Regions from separate parts of the Sus scrofa genome. Here region 2 is linked to region 1. The links are chromatin contacts, called in public Hi-C maps. All regions are on one chromosome and are shown on one strand. The core of a region is the stretch at or near the end of the contact, and the rest is flanking DNA. Distances in the headings are between cores, read along the strand shown.

Region 1 (4,148 bases), core at 995-3,494:
GAATCCAAACACTGGACAAACGCTTACAAATGCAGTTGGATTTGGTCCGTGGACAGTTTGTTTGGATTATTTCCCCCAATGTTAAATTGGGAACTGTTATCAGAGAACAGGCTCTAGGAAACAAATGATGCTTTCTCTTTCCTAATTCCACATTTCCCCAAAGCGCTCCCAAACTAAATCCCTCTTGGCTCTGGACTCAGGAGGTCTCCAGGATGCCTGTAACAGTGGCCACCACTGCCTATCCCAGTCATCCACCTACACACACTTGCAAATTCGCATGAATGCTCATTCCTGAGGCTAGTCTCCCCCACCAGGCTTTCACTCTCCCCCAGCACCTCGTAAATACAATCCAAACGTCACCACCCTGAAGCTCCTAAGATTCTCCACAAACTCCCTTCCCAAGAGGGCCACAAAACCCGGGCCCGCGCTATGCCAGTCTTTTCAATCCTCTGTTACCGCACAAAAAGCCCTTGCTTCTGCAAACAACTCAGCTCAATGGCCACCACTGTCGCGCTGATGTCCAACTCTCCTCTTCCTTTAGCAGCCCCCACGTCTCCACACTTTCCCGTATTCAATCCATCCCGTTTCCCACCGACCCTCTGCCCCCAACCTCCGCACTCTTCCGGAAGTCTGGCTCTTTCCTAAATACTAAGACAGGGATGGGAAGCTGGAGGAAGGGTAGGAAGGAAAGTGCTCTGTCTTGTGTGAAGATAGCGGAGAAAAGGTTGCTCAAGTCTGCAGCACGACAACCACGTGCTGGGGCTGTAATCGGTCACCAGCTGGATTCTGAAACCCAGCCCAGCCACTTAGTAACTGCAGGGCTTGGCCGTATTTAAGCCTCAGTCTCCTGACCTACAAAATGGGGCTAATAAAAATCGCTACTTCCCAGACGTGGGAGATTAAATTAACCAGCAGCCAGTTGAGCACCTGGCATTAATCTAACATGGTTCACACTCAATAACTGATCGTTTTCCTGAGGTCCACTTCATGGAAAGGGGATGATGAAAGGCATTCTAAGTCTCTTTAATGCTAAGGTTCCTGCGAAGTCTCCTCTTGGGAGATAGAAAGAAGCAAGGGAGAGAAGGAAGGAAGAGGCACTCCACAGACGTGGGTGACACAAAGAATTCTGTCAGGTCCCCAAACTCGGTGTCCTCGCTTTCTTATCCGCCTACAATGTGGATCCAAGCGTGGCTCAAAGAAGCCCTCCCTGTAAGCCTGGCTAAAGAATATGCACATGAATATGTACATCAAATCGTCCTTCCACAGATACTCTTTTGACCGAATGCAATAGCAAAGCGCCCCCCTAAACGGCTAAAATGCTCTCCGTGGAAGTCGGAGGACGAGGAAGGAAACCCAAAGCCTCAAAAGAATTTTCTTGAGAAGCTCAGTGGAGTACTTCATAATAAGGAGAGATTAAAAGTAAATGCTCGAAACCCTAAAGACTCCTCACTTCTCCGCAACTACAGAGTACCAATTAGTTTGTCATCAAGTAAGTGGGTTGAGGAAAGAAAAGAGGTTCCCCGTCTCTCCTGGGACACCAGGGCTTCCCCGGGTCCCTCCCCAAGCGGATAAAGGGGAGGGTCTGCGCCAGGGAATCCCCAGCTCCTTACGCAGGGAGTGGCGGACACCCGCCGGGCCCCCTAGGGAGTTTCACTGGATCCCTTCCCGCCCCTTCCCAGCCCATCTCCTGCAAAGGGAGGTCTCCTGGGACCCGGGAATCCCCCAGAGGTTCGGCCATCCCTGGATCCTTCTTTCTCCTCCCAAGACCTCTGGACAGCCCTCCCCGGCCCTCCAAGTTCTCCCCGGCCACTTCTCAGGGTCTCCCGGCTGGCACGGAATCAGCCCGCCGGCTACGGGGTCCCCTCACGAGCCTCCTCCCAGCCCCTCCCAGCGCCGCGAGCCCGCGGGGTTACCTGCTGAGACGGCAGCTCCACATGCAGGGCCCGCGCGGTGGAACCGGGAGGCAGCGCGGCGGCCTGGCCCGGGGGCGGCTGGGGGATCGGGCCCCCGACCGACGCCGAGGTGCTCATCTCAACCCGGGGGCCGCCAAGCGGCGGGGCCCGCGCTCCTCCGGCATCCGCCACCACCGCCCAGTCACGACCTGCCGAGCCCCTACAGCCCAGAAACCAACCACCCGAGAGGCAGGACCTCTCTACCCCACCTCCGCCTGCCGCCGCCGCTCGCTAAGGAAGAGCCATATTACCGCAGTGCAACCCCCCACCACCCGCTGAGACCTGGCTTGCCCATTGGTTCGGCTCTCACGGGGGCGGGAACCAAGGACAGACGAGGGACGTGCTATTGGGCAGACGGTCTGTCCATCGCGGGTAGGAATGAACCAGGGGCGGAGGGACCCAGGGACGGCCTAAATTGCGCCTGTCAAGCCGGGGTGAAACCTGGGGCGTTGCTTCTTTTCTTTCCAGTCTAATTGGGTCTTTCACTACCAAGGGGCGGGGCCTCTGGGAGGAGCCGCGGAGACCATTGCTCGAGGTCGCTGTCAGTTGTCTGTAAAGGAAATGAGGGGCGGAGTCTGATTAGGTAGACTGTGCGCTCGGGCTCTGGTGTCACGTGTAGGAGGCAGGAGAGTCACCTGATTAGTGAGAGTCAGTTTTGGGAGCCGCTTCCGCCCTAACCTAGTTGCCATGGTAACTGGCCTCTCCTGGAGAGCGGGGACTTCCTTGGCACCAGCTGAGTCTGTAGTTGCAAACCCCGGAGCAGGCTTTTCCTGAGGGGCTCCTGTCGACGTGCGGGGCTTGAAAAGAATATTTTACGCTTCTGCAGAAAACCACCACGCAGGATGTACTGAGACCAGAAACTTGTCGGGCAGTTCCACCAGCTCCACCCACGACCAATTCCATCCCACAAGTCCCGCCCTTCCTGCCCCTGCACTAACTGGTACGCTGAGCCAGGCACTCAGGATGCTATTTCATTTCTGTGAGTGGGTTGTTTATGCTGTCCCTGAAAAGCCTTCTCTACTTTTCTCCTCCTGATTAATGAGGCTTACTTGCCCATCAGATCTCATCTGGGCCTAGGATCCTTTTATTTTGGGGGCCACGCCCTTTGGCAAAAGAACGTTCCCAGGCCGGGGATGGAATTCTCTCCGCAGCTGCTACCTACAACCTACCACAGCTGTGTGGCAAGCAGGATCCTTAACCCAGAGGGGTGGGGGTGGAGGGAACGCGGGGTGGAACCCACGCCGTAGCAGCTACCTGAGCAACACTGGATCCTTAATTCTCTGTGCCACAGTGGGACCTGCTGGGATCCTTTCTTGAACATCTGTGATTCCCTCTGGGACCCTGAATTAGGAAACTTACCTCTACCACATTCCTGATTATTCTATCCATCGTCTTTTAATAAGTGTGTAAGACACATGTAGCCACACGTACCCCTTCCACAAACAGAATGAATTCCTCAAGCAGGAGAATCTTCTCTGATTCACCTCTGGATTCCCAGCACGGGGCAGAGAATTAGGACGTGTTTTTGAAGTGAAAACCCAGTTCAAATGCTGCTTCTTCCATAAAGACTTCCTTTTTTTTTTTTTTTTTTTTTTTTTTTTGTCTTCTGTCTTTTTAGGGCTGCACCAGTGGCATATGGAGGTTCCCAGGCTAGGGGTCTAATCGGAGTTGTTGCTGCTGGCCTATGCTAGAGCCACAGCAATGCCAGATCTGAGCCCCGTCTGCGACCTACACCACAGCTCACAGCAATGCCGGATCCTTAACCCACTGAGCAAGGCCAGGGATCGAACCTGCAACCTCATGGTTCCTAGTCGGATTCATTTCCACTGCGCCAAGATGGGAACTCCCATAAAGACTTCCTTGATCATAATGATAGCATCTATAGCAATTGCTTCCATAGTAAATACCATGGAGTCATTCTGCAGAAATAATGACCTGCCTTTTTCCCTCCTAGACTGTGAGTTTCCCCACCATATAGACCGATGTAGCAGAAAGAACACAGTGTTTTAGAGTTAGGCACAGCAGGAATCAGGAACTTTTGGAATCTTGGCTCTGCCACCTTTTAGCTACATGTTCCTAGGCAAGCCAGTTCCGCTCTCTCAGCTGTAATTTTTCCCATCTGCCAAACAGTAGCAAGGTTGCTGTGGGAATTAAGTAAATCAATGTAAATAAAGTGCCAAGTGCGGGGCCTCAGAT
Region 2 (3,834 bases), core at 34-2,533, 540 kb before region 1:
GAATGAATGCATGCATGCATGCATGCCTGAGCGAGCTCACTACCTATTCTAGGAGTCAAGCACCGACCCGAAATAACTGCTACATCCCGTTCCTGGCGCTGGGGCTGCAACTCCAACTCCATGCCTGGAGTTGAACCCCCTCCCCCTACTTCCCATAGTCCTCTGAGCTGAGAACCAACCCAGGGCAAGGAGAACAGGACTGCGCGCCCCAGTCGGCAGAATGACATAAAGAAAAGGGGTGGGGAGGAGGAAGAAGGGGCAGAGCCAAAGGAATCCGCTCCCTCCACAAGCCAGTCCCCGCCTCCCGACAGGATCTTGGAGGCGGCCGGCGACCGCCGGAATCAAGCACCACGTCACGGCATCCCGACGCGTCCCCGCCGGCGGACCCCACCGCGGGGCCGGACCGCACTGGAGACCTGGGCAGAGGTTCCCGGAGCGGGCTCCGGGAACCCGAATCCTATCTAATCCTTCCCCTTACTCAAGTGTCAAGGAGGCAAGCCCGCCCCGCCCCCTCCCCAAACACGCACTCACTCCCGCAGCACCACAACAAGAGCAGCCCGCCCACCCTCCTCACCGATGCCACTCAGTACCCACTTCAATGTCAAGCTTGCGACCCAAGTCCTCGCAGGACCAGTAGCCGGAGGCAGGGGCCCCGGGAGGCATCAGCGCCTCGCTCCCTCCTCAGCACAGAGGACAACGGAAAGAAACAGTGGACGCTCGGACAGCCAGGCAGACGACCGAGACTTACCGGGAGGCTCCCAGAGCTGGACCCCCGCAATCCCAGCACCAGGCGTGCCAGAGCCCCCCTCAGCCCACCTCGGGGAGCCCCACGATCCCGTTAGGAGACAACGGAGGATGGGACTGGCCACCCCAAGCCGGGCTCCGACTGCTTGGTCCGGCGCTCCTCCAGACTGGCTACCCTGCCAGCTCTTCCCAGCGCCCTGTCTGAGAGTCACTCACCTGCCCGGCCTTTCTGGGCTCATCTAAAAGGCTCCTCCGCCAAAACTAGGGGACACCAGGAATTGGGTTTGTTTGCGGTGCCTCAGAAGGGGCAAGATGGCGACAGGTATCAGGGCGCAGGCGCAGCGGCGCGCTGCCAGTCGGGAGGTGTAGTTTGCCTTTCCCGCCTTTCGGAGAACGGACACCAGAAGGCCTCCATTCTCCGCGTCCCTCTTTTCCTCCAGGTTTTGAAAGGAAAGGAGAGACCTCGCAGGGAGTGCTGGGAGTTGTGGTCCGAGGCCAAACGCCCTCCTCTTTCGCTCTCAGAGTGCAGTCGCACGCGCAAGGAAGGCTGGGATTGTAGTTTCCCTGGCGTCTTCTCCAACCCCTCCTCGCCGCTTCTCGCGCCTCTCCTCCGCTGCGATCTCTGAGCCAATGGGCTGCGCTCTCCGCTACGTGTGGCGTCACACGTACCGGTCAAGATGGCGTCGGCGGATGGAGCTGAGGTTTTCCCGCGACCTTTACCCTGGTGGGGGGGTGTTAGGGGCAGTGGGAAAGCAGCTTCGTGCCGGTATGGCCGTATAGGGTTAGGATCGGATTCCTCAGCGGCTTGGGAGCAATTCTAAGCGGCTTCCAGGCCCGCCAGCCGCAGCTGGAGGAGAGAGAATCCACGCTACGAGACGTGTCACCGTGGACAACCTAGTGGCGCGGACCCGATCTGGAGGGGGCGCGGAATTGCAAGTGGAGAAGGACAATTCGAGCGTTCTCGACTTCGGGTTTCAACCCGTGTCCAGTGGGAATGCTAGTGCTCTATCTGTCAGAGGCAAGAAGGCAAAGGCATTTGTTTGAGGCTCTGCGGCGTGGTAGGTTCACTCTTCAGCCTTTGTTCTTATTTAACTACAGAACAAGTGTGTGAAGAGGGTATTGTCGCTCCTATTTTACAGATGAAAAAAAAGGGTCCAGTATATAGTTAATGGCTGCCAAAGATCGAAGCCAGTGCCTGCTATTGTTGAAGGTCCATTCGAGTGTTGTGACTGCCCGCCCTTGTAATTTTGTACATAACATCGAATCTGATTTTTCTAAAAAAATGTTCAAGTGGGAAGGAGTGTTTTCTTGTAAAATATTGGGTTAATATTATCCTATGGGGATGTTGTGAGGTACAGCGTAGGAGAAAATTGTTTTTCAATTTTGGACCACTGTACAAACGTGAGGCTGTACTTGAATGGAGATGTAAATTACGAAGAGAAAATAAATAACAGCATTTGTGTGCTATTTGCTCATTAGCTAAAAATCTTTTCTGAGGCCCAGGAAAGTGGTTATTGTTAAGAACTTTTGGAAAGATGGTGAATGAAACTTTAATATAGTTTAACATACGTTGTTTGAGGTGAGGCTCATAGTATCTTAGTGAGGCAGGTATAATTCAGAGTACCCCCTACTATGAATGCGAAAAACACAGATAGTCAAGAATTCACCAAATTTCACAAAGCTGGGAATTGAAGAGAATTGGGCTTTATAATCCCCGGTCTTCTGACTTCAAGTGTCTTCCTCTAAGACGAATGTCAGGGTGACAGGTAGTGGAGTAGAAATGGAAAGACAGGCTGCTTTCCAAAGATAAAACTGACCCTGACCATAATAAGTAGTGTGTGAGCCAAGAAGTATTATAGCTTATTCTTGGGCTTGCTAAATGCCAAGTACTCTTTTAAGCATTTCAAGTATTAATTCATTCCATCCTTAAAACAACTTTATGAGGGAGAAACTAGGTTCTCTAATTACAAATGAGGAAACTGAGGTATAGAAAGGAGGTTAAAAAGCTTGCCCGAAGCTACCCATTATAAGTAAGTTGTAAACCTGGGATTTAAACCAAAGCAGTTTGGCTCTAGAGTCTGCTCTAGATTTGTGGTTCTCAAAACTTCAAAGAACCAGCTGCGTGTTTTGTGAAAGTACACATCTCGGGGAGTTCAGTGGGTTGAGGATCTGGCATTGTCACTGCTGTGGCACAGATTCGACCCAGGAAGTTCTGCGGACCACGAGTGTGGCCAAAAAAAATAAAACAAGGGACACCTTTTGATTGAGTAGGGCCTAAGGTCCTGTATTTCTAACAGACCCTCAAGTGAACATGCTCTGGCATCAACTGCTGCCTCTAATCTACCACACAGCCTCCCTTTCCTTGTAACCATATTTGTCTTTTGCAGCCAGAAACTGTCTTTCCCAGGCTGCCTCTGACTTTCCATATTCCCAAACGTTTCCACCATTAAATTTTCTTATTTAAGGATCAGACTCAAACCTTACCCTCAAGCATATTATCCTGCCCCACCTTTCCTTCTAGGATGAGACAAGTATTCTTGCCACTGCTCCTATACCACTTAACTGTACATCTTATTACAGAACTCAGAACATTTGAGTTATGGTCATTTGTTTGAAAATCTTTCTTTCTTTCCTTTTTTTTTTTTTTTTTTTTTTCTTTTTTGTCTATTTAGGCCTGCACCTGAAGCATATGGAGGTTCCCAGGCTAGGGGTCGAATCAGAGCTGTAGCTGCCGGCCTACACCACAGCCACAGCAATGCCAGGCCTGAGCCCCGTCTGCAGCCTACACCACGGCTCACGGCAATGCTGAATCCTTAACCCACTGAGCAAGGCGAGGGATCAAACCTGTGTCCTCATGGATACTGGTCAGATATGTTTCTGCTGAGCCACGACAGGAACTCTCTGCAAATCTTTCTGACCGGAAAGTGAGCTCCGTAAGGAGAGAAGCCAGGTCTGCGTACTCTTGTGCCTAGCACTTAAGAATAAAAGCTAATACTTACCTAGGGCTTTCTCTGTTCCAGATGCTATTACATAAACTTATTTAATCTCCACAATAGCTTGATGAGGCACATCATTACCTCTATTTTATGA

Evidence for each region. Hi-C and Micro-C count contacts between places; a contact is called where the count stands out from the background.
Region 2: a contact with region 1 is called in a Hi-C map of skeletal muscle, with 7 times the contacts expected there. The contact joins the promoter of EMSY here to the promoter of UVRAG in region 1. A contact is called at or near these places in 2 of 5 promoter capture datasets (fetal liver and liver) and 1 of 47 Hi-C or Micro-C datasets (skeletal muscle).

The regions. Positions count from the first base shown.
Region 1 is chr9:10,086,875-10,091,022 of Sscrofa11.1, reverse strand. UVRAG (UV radiation resistance-associated gene protein) reads right to left here and starts at 2,244. Exons shown (of 16, transcript XM_021062526.1): 1 at 1,914-2,244. The coding sequence starts at 1,936.
Region 2 is chr9:10,625,502-10,629,335 of Sscrofa11.1, reverse strand. It overlaps EMSY (BRCA2-interacting transcriptional repressor EMSY), which reads right to left and starts at 1,283. Exons shown (of 20, transcript XM_021062538.1): 1 at 961-1,283. LOC102163793 (a long non-coding RNA gene) reads left to right here and starts at 1,367. Exons shown (of 3, transcript XR_001298634.2): 1 at 1,367-1,802.